Linked DNA regions of Mus musculus: all the other regions are linked to region 2. The links are chromatin contacts, called in public HiChIP or PLAC-seq and promoter capture Hi-C maps. All regions are on one chromosome and are shown on one strand. The core of a region is the stretch at or near the end of the contact, and the rest is flanking DNA. Distances in the headings are between cores, read along the strand shown. Region 1 holds the start of Rab43 (RAB43, member RAS oncogene family). Region 2 holds the start of Anxa4 (annexin A4). Region 3 holds the start of Hmces (5-hydroxymethylcytosine (hmC) binding, ES cell specific).

Evidence for each region. Promoter capture Hi-C pulls out the DNA fragments that hold promoters and counts their contacts. HiChIP or PLAC-seq counts read pairs in DNA pulled down with a chosen protein or histone mark.
Region 1: a contact with region 2 is called in an H3K27ac HiChIP or PLAC-seq map of bone marrow-derived dendritic cells, with 4 times the contacts expected there. The contact joins the promoter of Rab43 here to the promoter of Anxa4 in region 2. A contact is called at or near these places in 2 of 115 datasets of contacts at active chromatin or transcription factors (bone marrow-derived dendritic cells and pancreatic cancer cells).
Region 3: a promoter capture Hi-C map of liver shows a contact between it and region 2, with 2.2 times the contacts expected there. The contact joins the promoter of Hmces here to the promoter of Anxa4 in region 2.

The regions. Positions count from the first base shown.
Region 1 is chr6:87,810,338-87,813,037 of GRCm38.p6, forward strand. It overlaps Rab43 (RAB43, member RAS oncogene family), which reads right to left and starts at 1,442. Exons shown (of 3, transcript NM_001039394.1): 1 at 1,010-1,442. The coding sequence starts at 1,207.
Region 2 is chr6:86,792,292-86,794,991 of GRCm38.p6, forward strand. Anxa4 (annexin A4) reads right to left here and starts at 1,293. Exons shown (of 13, transcript NM_013471.2): 1 at 1,218-1,293.
Region 3 is chr6:87,912,534-87,915,233 of GRCm38.p6, forward strand. Hmces (5-hydroxymethylcytosine (hmC) binding, ES cell specific) reads left to right here and starts at 1,443. Exons shown (of 7, transcript NM_173737.2): 1 at 1,443-1,478; 2 at 1,958-2,162. The coding sequence starts at 1,980. It overlaps Copg1 (coatomer protein complex, subunit gamma 1), which reads left to right. Exons shown (of 24, transcript NM_017477.2): 24 at 1-1,062.

The DNA.
Region 1 (2,700 bases), core at 192-2,691, 1.0 Mb after region 2:
ATAGAAACAAAGAACAAAGTATTCCAGCCAAGGGCAACAGAGAACAGGCCTACAGCCACCCAAATGAGCAGCGAGCCACACCAGCAACAGGGTCAAAAGACTCCCATCCTCGGGCTTCACGTCTGAAAACACAAGACTGCCCCCACCCAGTTCTCTTTAAAGCTGTCTTGAAGATCCTTGTGAACCAGAAACCGTGAAAAACGGCAAAGGATTTCTGCAGGGTGGAAATCAGGAAAGTTACTAAGAGCCTCTGTGCACAAGAACAGCGCTGTGTCCTGTCCAGGATGCTACCTTTTTTTTTTTTTTAGGGAGGACAGACACCTAGGTTAAGAAACTTGATTTCATTCATCACAAATATTATTTATCAAATCATTGCCAGGACATTGTGACAACCACATCCTGCTGTTTCTGCTGGGGTCATTGCCAAAGTTTGCTTCTCTCCCCCACCTTCCGGTATCTGTGATGAAGTTTTCGGTTTCTATCAACCCTTAGTCGGGGAGGCCCCCCACCCCCACCCCAACTCCGCGCTGGCCCTGGTGGAGTGGAGTTCCACCACCGGGTCCATAAAAGAGACCGCGGGGAGGCGTGGCCAGGGAGGAAATTCTGACAAAAACTTTTGGACCTCCGGTCCTAGCAGCCACTACTTCCTGGTCCCTCCCGGTCACGGGGATGTCGTTATTTGGCTGAGTGCTCCCCAGAGGGCCGCGCAGGGAAGGGTCTGTCCCGGCATGCGTGGCGCTCACGGAACGGCCCGCAGGTTGCCTTCCACCGCAAGTTGTTTCGAAGGAGTCCCCAGGCTGAGAGACGGGGGGGCGGGAGTGGGGTGCAGGCTTCCTCCTCCACGCTCTGGCCGCCCACTGTCACCACTCCCAGAGCCCAAGGTGGTGCTTTCGGACCTGAACCCAGCACGGACATCAAGGCCCAAGCCCGTTCTGAAAGAAGGGGAAGCCGAAGGACTGGCCGCGAACCGCCCGCCGGGAGCAAAGCAGCGGGCCGCGCCGCCTCCCACCTTGACCCGCTTGCCCTGGATCTCCAGCGTCTTCATGGTGAAGTCGACACCGATGGTGCTGCCCTGACGCGCCGAGAAGGCGCCGGTCTTGAAGCGCTGCACCACGCACGTCTTGCCCACGCTCGCGTCGCCCACTAACACCAGCTTGAACAGGAAATCGTAGTGTTCGTCCTGATCTCCCGGGCCAGGGCCCGCCATGGCTCCGCGGGAGTCCTGGGACGCAAGGGCCCGGCTTGGGCTAAGGACAGCCGCGGGCCGAGGTCCGTGTGCCCTAGCCGGCCCGCCGCCGGGCTACGTGGAGCGGCGGCGGCACCTGAACGAGCTGCACGGCGGACCGATCGACCGTCCCGCTCCGCCCCGCCCCGCTCCGCTCCGGAGCCCCGAGGACTCGGCTCCGCCCGGGAGCGCACCGCCCGGCCCTCCGCAGCTCTCTGCCAGCCGTCGGTGCCGTGCCGGCCCACGGCTACCTCAGGCCCGCTCGTGCGCCGCCTTCAGGGCGGGGCGAGCCTCCCTGATCCCCAGCACCGCCCATCTCCCGCCACTCCGCCTCTGGGTCCCGCCCCCAGGACCGCCCAGTCTCCCCCTCCCATAACCAACACCTCCTAGCCTGTCAGTACAGTCCCGACCCCCCAGCACTCCCTCTAAGCTTCTCACCTCCCCGATCCTTCTCCGAGCACCGCCCGCACCCCACCACGGCCAAAGCCTCCGACCCTTCTCTCAACACCACCCCAATCCCGCCCTCAGCACCGTTCTTTCTCACTTCTCAGCACTTCACTAACCCGGACTTAAGCCCGGTGCGGATTCGCTGTCAACAACGCCTTGATCCTCTATTTGGTCCTGACCCCGCCCTTAACATCTCTTACCCCGCCCTAATCCTCCGGAGCCTCTTGGCTTGGACCTCGCCTTAGGCACTGCATCCAAGACGGAAATCCACCCGCACCTTTTCGTAGCCCTGGAGCTAACTCCTCCCTAACGCCTCTCAACTCAGCTCTCCGCGCCTCTTCAACTCCGCTTCGGTCCGCTGCGCCCCCATAGCAGGCTTTGGCCCCTATTAGGTCAACAACTCGTTATAATCGCCAGTTCATCATTCCCTAACCTCATGCCCTTCTCAGCCGGGCCCCACGTCCACCCCTCACTGACATGCCTCCGTCCCTCGCCTGGCCTGCACCCAGTGGGGAACAGGCAAGAGTCGTTTCGGGGCAGGGGACAGCTATGGCTGACAATGAAGGGCTGATGAGGCAGAACACAACTCAATGTTCCCTCTTCGGAGAATGGAAAGTTCTGGTGACACACAGTAAAGGCAGCTTCCCTTAGGTGAAAAAGGAAGACAGAGGAAATGAAAATCCTTGAGGGCAGAATGGCCTAGAGTTCCATTTGGAAGAATTGATAGAGCAGACAGGAGTCCAGTCAAACCTGGGGTGGCTGGGAACAGGAGTCCTGGTCCCAGCCAAACACCTCCTGCACAAGGGAAACCTGTGAGTCAGCCAGCTCAGAAGTTTGGCCTGAGAAACCTGAAGTCACAGAAATGGGACCCAGATGTCTGTAAACAGTTTGAACTAGATCAAATAGGCCCCATCCCTAAAAATGAGAGAAAGCTGAGAATACTCTAGCTTCTTTGGACAGCCCCCTTAGGCCCTGCATGGCTATTTGATTCGATAGTTTTTTAATAATGGCTGTTGCAAGCCAAACAT
Region 2 (2,700 bases), core at 43-2,542:
GCCAGATCTCGAATAGTCCAGACTACCCTCCAATATTACCCTGAACTACCGATTGTCCTGAAGTATGAGATTCTATTCCTTTTAAATCTAAAACGGGAAGCTTCCAAAAGGGTGTTGCTTGGGTTGGGACTGTCATTTTCTCCAAACTGTCCTCAAAGGCAAACGTACACCTGATTTATTTGGAGCCAAGGATAAAACCCAAGGCTTCTGGTGTGCTGGGGGCACGCTATCAACTGAATATATGCCTGGTCCTCTCTTCTTGTTCTTCTCTCCTCCGTTCTCTAGGGACTCACGGCCATAAATGGAGTTGCTTCCCACCTAAGGAAACAGTGAGTCTGGGAATGATGGGCAGAGGGATAGGTAACAACCGGCCATCCTATCCATCCTTCCACCATCCACTAAAGTGCCCAGTTTTAATGAAAGGCGCAGTTGCTTAAGGCCCAGAGTGCTCCTCCAGTAAATGGAGGCTTTCATACCCTTGAGGTGCACATTGAGCCAGCAAAGTGTTAAACCGCCAATTGTCTTAGGCGCCAAAGTCTCCAACTGGTCAAAGCACCGAGGACTAAGTTAAAATGTAGACACAGGCAGACACAGAATAAAAACTAAGAATAAGATGATTCCTGGGCGCCAGGCACTGTGTGGAGACCGTTCGCTACAAGAGAGGCGAGGAGCGCCCTAAGAAGACGAGAAAGCAAACTTACTTGCAAAAAGAAAAGGCAACACAAGTAGTGCTGGAGTGAGCTTCAGAGAATGTTAACTCAGTGGCTTATCCTCAGTGCGGAGTCCCGGGGGGGCTTTGACTCAGCAAAGGACTGCAGGAGTGCTGTGCACCGTGCGGCACTGCCTGCTCCTCCCCACGTTTCCCAGGTGGCTGCTCCGGTCCGGGACCTCACGCTTCCAGGGCGCGGAGCCAAGTGGCCCAAAGAACCCGCCTCTGGTCACAGCACCCGGTCCCTGAGCCCAAGATCCCCAGCCACAGTCTAGGACAACCGGCAGGAGCCCAAGATTCCCAGGTCCAAGCCTAGGACAGCGGGCGAGCCCAGGATCCCGAGGTTAAGTTCAGGTTTCCAGGCCCCAGCTGCGACCCAGCCTAGGATTCCCCAAATGAAGTCTAGATCTCCAGGTCCGAGCCTAGGACACCTGCCCGGAGCCTAGGACCCACACCCAGACCCCAGAGCCCGCGGCGGAGGTCCGGACCACTGCCCTAAGCCCCTTACCTCTGGTGCGGAGAAAGGCTCTAGACTACGGCGAATGCCACACCCTCGTCCCGGCCGATAGGACCCGCCCAGTCTCGGGGTGGAGACTGAGCCCAAGTTCCTGGTTGTCCCTTTGCCCACAGGAAAGTCCCTCCCCGGAGAAGCGCAGCTAGAGCACGAGAATCGCCCCCAGCACCAGGAGGGGCCTGAGGCAGATCACGCACTCGGCCTTTAACCCCACTGAGGACAGCGAGCCCACTCAGGACCCTGACCCTGCACAACCAGACTCCCAGGGTCTCAGCCTCGCGTCCTGCTGGGGTCGCACAACGTACTTGGGGCCTCGGCGCTCCAGTCTAGAGTGTAACTTGAAAAATCAGAACGTGACATCTGAGGACACAGTCCATGTCCTCCTTTCACATTATAACATACGTTCCAGAAAATTCTCAGCAGTTGCACGCCTCCCTTAAAGAAGACAGATGCAATCCTCAAAGTCAGGGGAAGGGTTCTCGGAGACAGGTACAGGTCACCGTTGGGACCGGGGTTAGAAGCAACTCTGGGTTTCCCACTAAACTTCCAACTGAAGCATTTCTTGGTTGCTAGCCAGCCTGGTTCTGGCTCCTTGCTGGACACGGAGGCACATGCCTCTTGCTACAAGGATAATGAATGCTTGAAGAACAGAGGCAGGTGCAGGCAACAGAGGCTCCACAGGCAACCTCCAATTTCATTTAACAAAGAATGGGTCGCTTTGGGCAGTGTTTGCTCTCTAGCCAACCAAAACCTAGGTGGTCATTATTTTAAATTGTATCAGCAACTGTAGCTAGAGGAGGTGGCTTATTGTGTGGTCAGGAGGAGGAAGGCTGAGGGGGTCAGGAGGAGGAAGGCTGATCTAGACTTGGGCCTGTTTTTTCATGTTCCAAAGTCTATATGTTTCTAAGCTTCCACAAGGGAAGACAAAATTAATCATGGTAATAGGAAGGACAAAATGAAGATTCAAGACTATTGTATCCTTTTAAAAGTAATTACATGCAGGGGAGGTGGGGTGGGGGGTGGATAAAGGTTAGTGTCTAGGAACTGTAGTTAGCCCACAGCTAAGCTGATCTTTATAGCAAGTGCAACCAGGCCACAGGCCTCTGATGTCACTTCTCCCAAAGTCTGCCCTAGCCCAGGTAGGGAAGCCACAGACAGAGGCTTTTACTATTACATATAAATACGTGTGCATTTTACTTATTTTATGTGTACAGATTTTTGTCTGTCTGTATGTCTACACACCAGCATAGGATCCCTTGGCTGCTGGGAATTGAAGACCTGTCTTCGGGGAAGACTCAGTGCTAGTCCCCACCTGAGTCTTTTATGGGAAACAAAGGCCAGGACTCCATCTGACCCAGGCTCATCTGGGATCTGAGGTCTGGGATCAGGGAAGGGCTGACCTCCAGTAGGAGTCTTGACTCTTTCTGAGCTCTGACAGGTGACATGCGACTTCTTCCAACAGATGGCAGGCTCTCCT
Region 3 (2,700 bases), core at 193-2,692, 1.1 Mb after region 2:
TTATACTCAAAGAAACCGTCTCATCCCTATGATAAGTCAGCATGTATTTCTTGAATAACTGCTGCTTCTGCAGGCTCGTGCTCAGGGCCTCCACTTCTCCCTGAGGCCTCCCTTCACCAAATGGAGCGTGTGCATAGCCCCTCGGGACTGTCAGTGCCAAGCTTAGGGTGGGGTTAAAGGCTAGCCGAATGACAACAGCTAGCAGGTCTGGTAAGCCACTCATCTACAGGCATCTGTAGATGGATGGGTGTCCAAAGGTCCTTAGAGGGTGTCATGATCTGCTCTGGGTCTATGAGTGGGAAAAACAGTATCTGCATTCCTTTTGGGCTGGAGTAAGAAATCCTAGGGGATGCTTCAGGGCTTGGGCTTTAAACTCAAATCAGGTGGTTTAAACTGTTGGAAACACTTGAAGAACTGGACCTCCTGTGAGGCTACTCAGATGGCTCAGCAGGTAAAGGTACCTATCAGGACGGACTACCCACTTGGTAGAAGGAGAGGACCATTTTGCAATAGTTGCCGCCTAACCTCATGCACACCTGTATACTGTATGCACATGCACATGTACACATTAGAACAGAGGCCTGCACCTTTAAGCCGAATCCCATAACATGAAGACATCAGGCTACACTTGAGCATCGTTAAGCTGTTTTAGCTATGGCCTATTTCATGACTGGTCCTGGCTCCACCATGTACTTGGTCAGGCATGCAGTGGTGAACTAAGTAACGTGGTGTGAAACTTCCTAACAGGTTATAAAGAGATTTCTCATTTGGGGGGTTTTCTCAAGTAGGTGACCTGAAGGCTGCTCCCTAAAGACATCCCTCTGTCCCCCACCTTCCATCCCTCTCCTGGGGACTGAGCAGTTGCTCTTGCCTGGCCTCTCTGCCTCATTCCATCCCTTTATGAAGGCCTCTCCAGGCTTTAAAGGAAAGCCTGACCTTCAAGGCCACATCCTGCTTAGCCCTTCCTGACTGTATTCTTCCTGCCTAATACCCTCCCCTTCTACTCCCAGGCCTGGTCATAGCCTGGAAGCCATTCCATTCAAATAAACTTCATTAAAGAAATTGGTGTCAGCCTCCTTTTGTGAAGATTACAGCTTACTCTAGTTTTATTTAAAGGCTTGCACACACCCCACACACAAATGTTAAAAAGGAAACCAGGTGGGGCTTCCTGACCCTTAGGGGTTTGTGGGAATAGCTAGAGAGTCTCAATTCGGATGGCCTTACACATTGAGGGTGGGCAGCACAGGTTTTCTGGCTTCAGATTCCGGCCTGGGAAGGGGGACCCTGAGGCCTCCTGGGGTGCCTGTCTCAGGTCAGTGCATTTTGTCTTGCTTCACCTAGCCACACCCCCACCTGTGGGGAGGGAACCCCGACGGCGCGACGTCACGTCGGGGGCGGGGCGGGGTTACCGAGGAGCGGGACGGGCGTCTCTTAGGCGGACGCTAGCTGCGAGGAAGGGTGGACTAGACCCTCGGGCGGTGAGAGGACGCGGGCGCGTGGGGAGGGCCTCGTTGAGGGGATGAGGACGGACGGGCGGGCGGGAGGAGGGCCGCGCTGAGGAGAAGCTAGCGGGCGGAAGAGAGGACCCGGCGGAGGGGACGCCGGCGGGCGGGCAGGCGAGGACCGCCCACGTTCCGAGCTGGAGCCTTGGCGCCGACAAGGCCCCGCCCGGGACCTGAGCGTGTCCCCGCGGGGCGGTAGTGCGGTGGCCGCGGCCCGCGAGTGTCGCTGGCGTCAAAGCCGAGCGCTCTCACCTTTCCCTGCTGCGTCCGTGGGAAACAACCTGGGAGGAGCGGCTTTCTTTCTCGCCCGCCACCCGAGGGCCTGCTTGGGGACTGTGGGCCCCGCAGTGGCCGGGACTGGCTGACCTAACGGAGCCTCCGCGGAAGATGTGGCTTCGCGGGGAGATTGGCGTGACCTAGGGAGGAGAACCTTAGGGTTTTGTGACTTTCTCTAGGTCTGAGCGGCAGCGCTGAAGTATGTGCGGGCGAACGTCCTGTCACTTGCCCAGAGAGGTTCTCACCAGGGCCTGCGCCTATCAGGATCGGCAGGGCCGGCGGCGGCTCCCGCAGTGGAGGGACCCCGACAAGTACTGCCCCTCCTACAACAAGAGCCCGCAGTCCAGCAGCCCCGTGCTGCTCTCCAGACTGCACTTTGAGAAGGTAAGGAGTGTGTCAGCACCATCGGAGCTTCTGGGCCAGCATCGCCGTGGCCATCTGACTCGTGACCCATGTGCCGCCATCTGCCCAGCCTCCGGAATGACCCGAAAAGCAGCCTTTACAGATACATTAAGGCCCTAATCCCTCTGGGTCTCTGCAAGAAATAAGTCAGCATTCTTCAGGGTCAGTTAAACTGTTTGAATGTATGCCCAAATTATGTGAACCTCATATCTGAATACATTTAAGAATTCTTTTGAGACAGAGTCTTAACTATGAATGTAGCCCTGGCGGTCCTGGAACTCCCTATAGAGGCCCAGCTGACCTCAGATTTTCAGCAAATCTGCCTGTCTCCAGAATCCTGTATTACAGGTGTGTACACTCTGACACGCTTGACTCTCTCTCTCTCTCTCTCTCTTTTTTTTTTTAAGATCGCATTTTTCAAGTATTACTGATTTATCAGCGTCATCTGTCCTTATATTAAAAACAAAAAAGCAAAAACCCAAGTGTGGTGTCACACACCTTTCATCCCAGCACTTAGGAG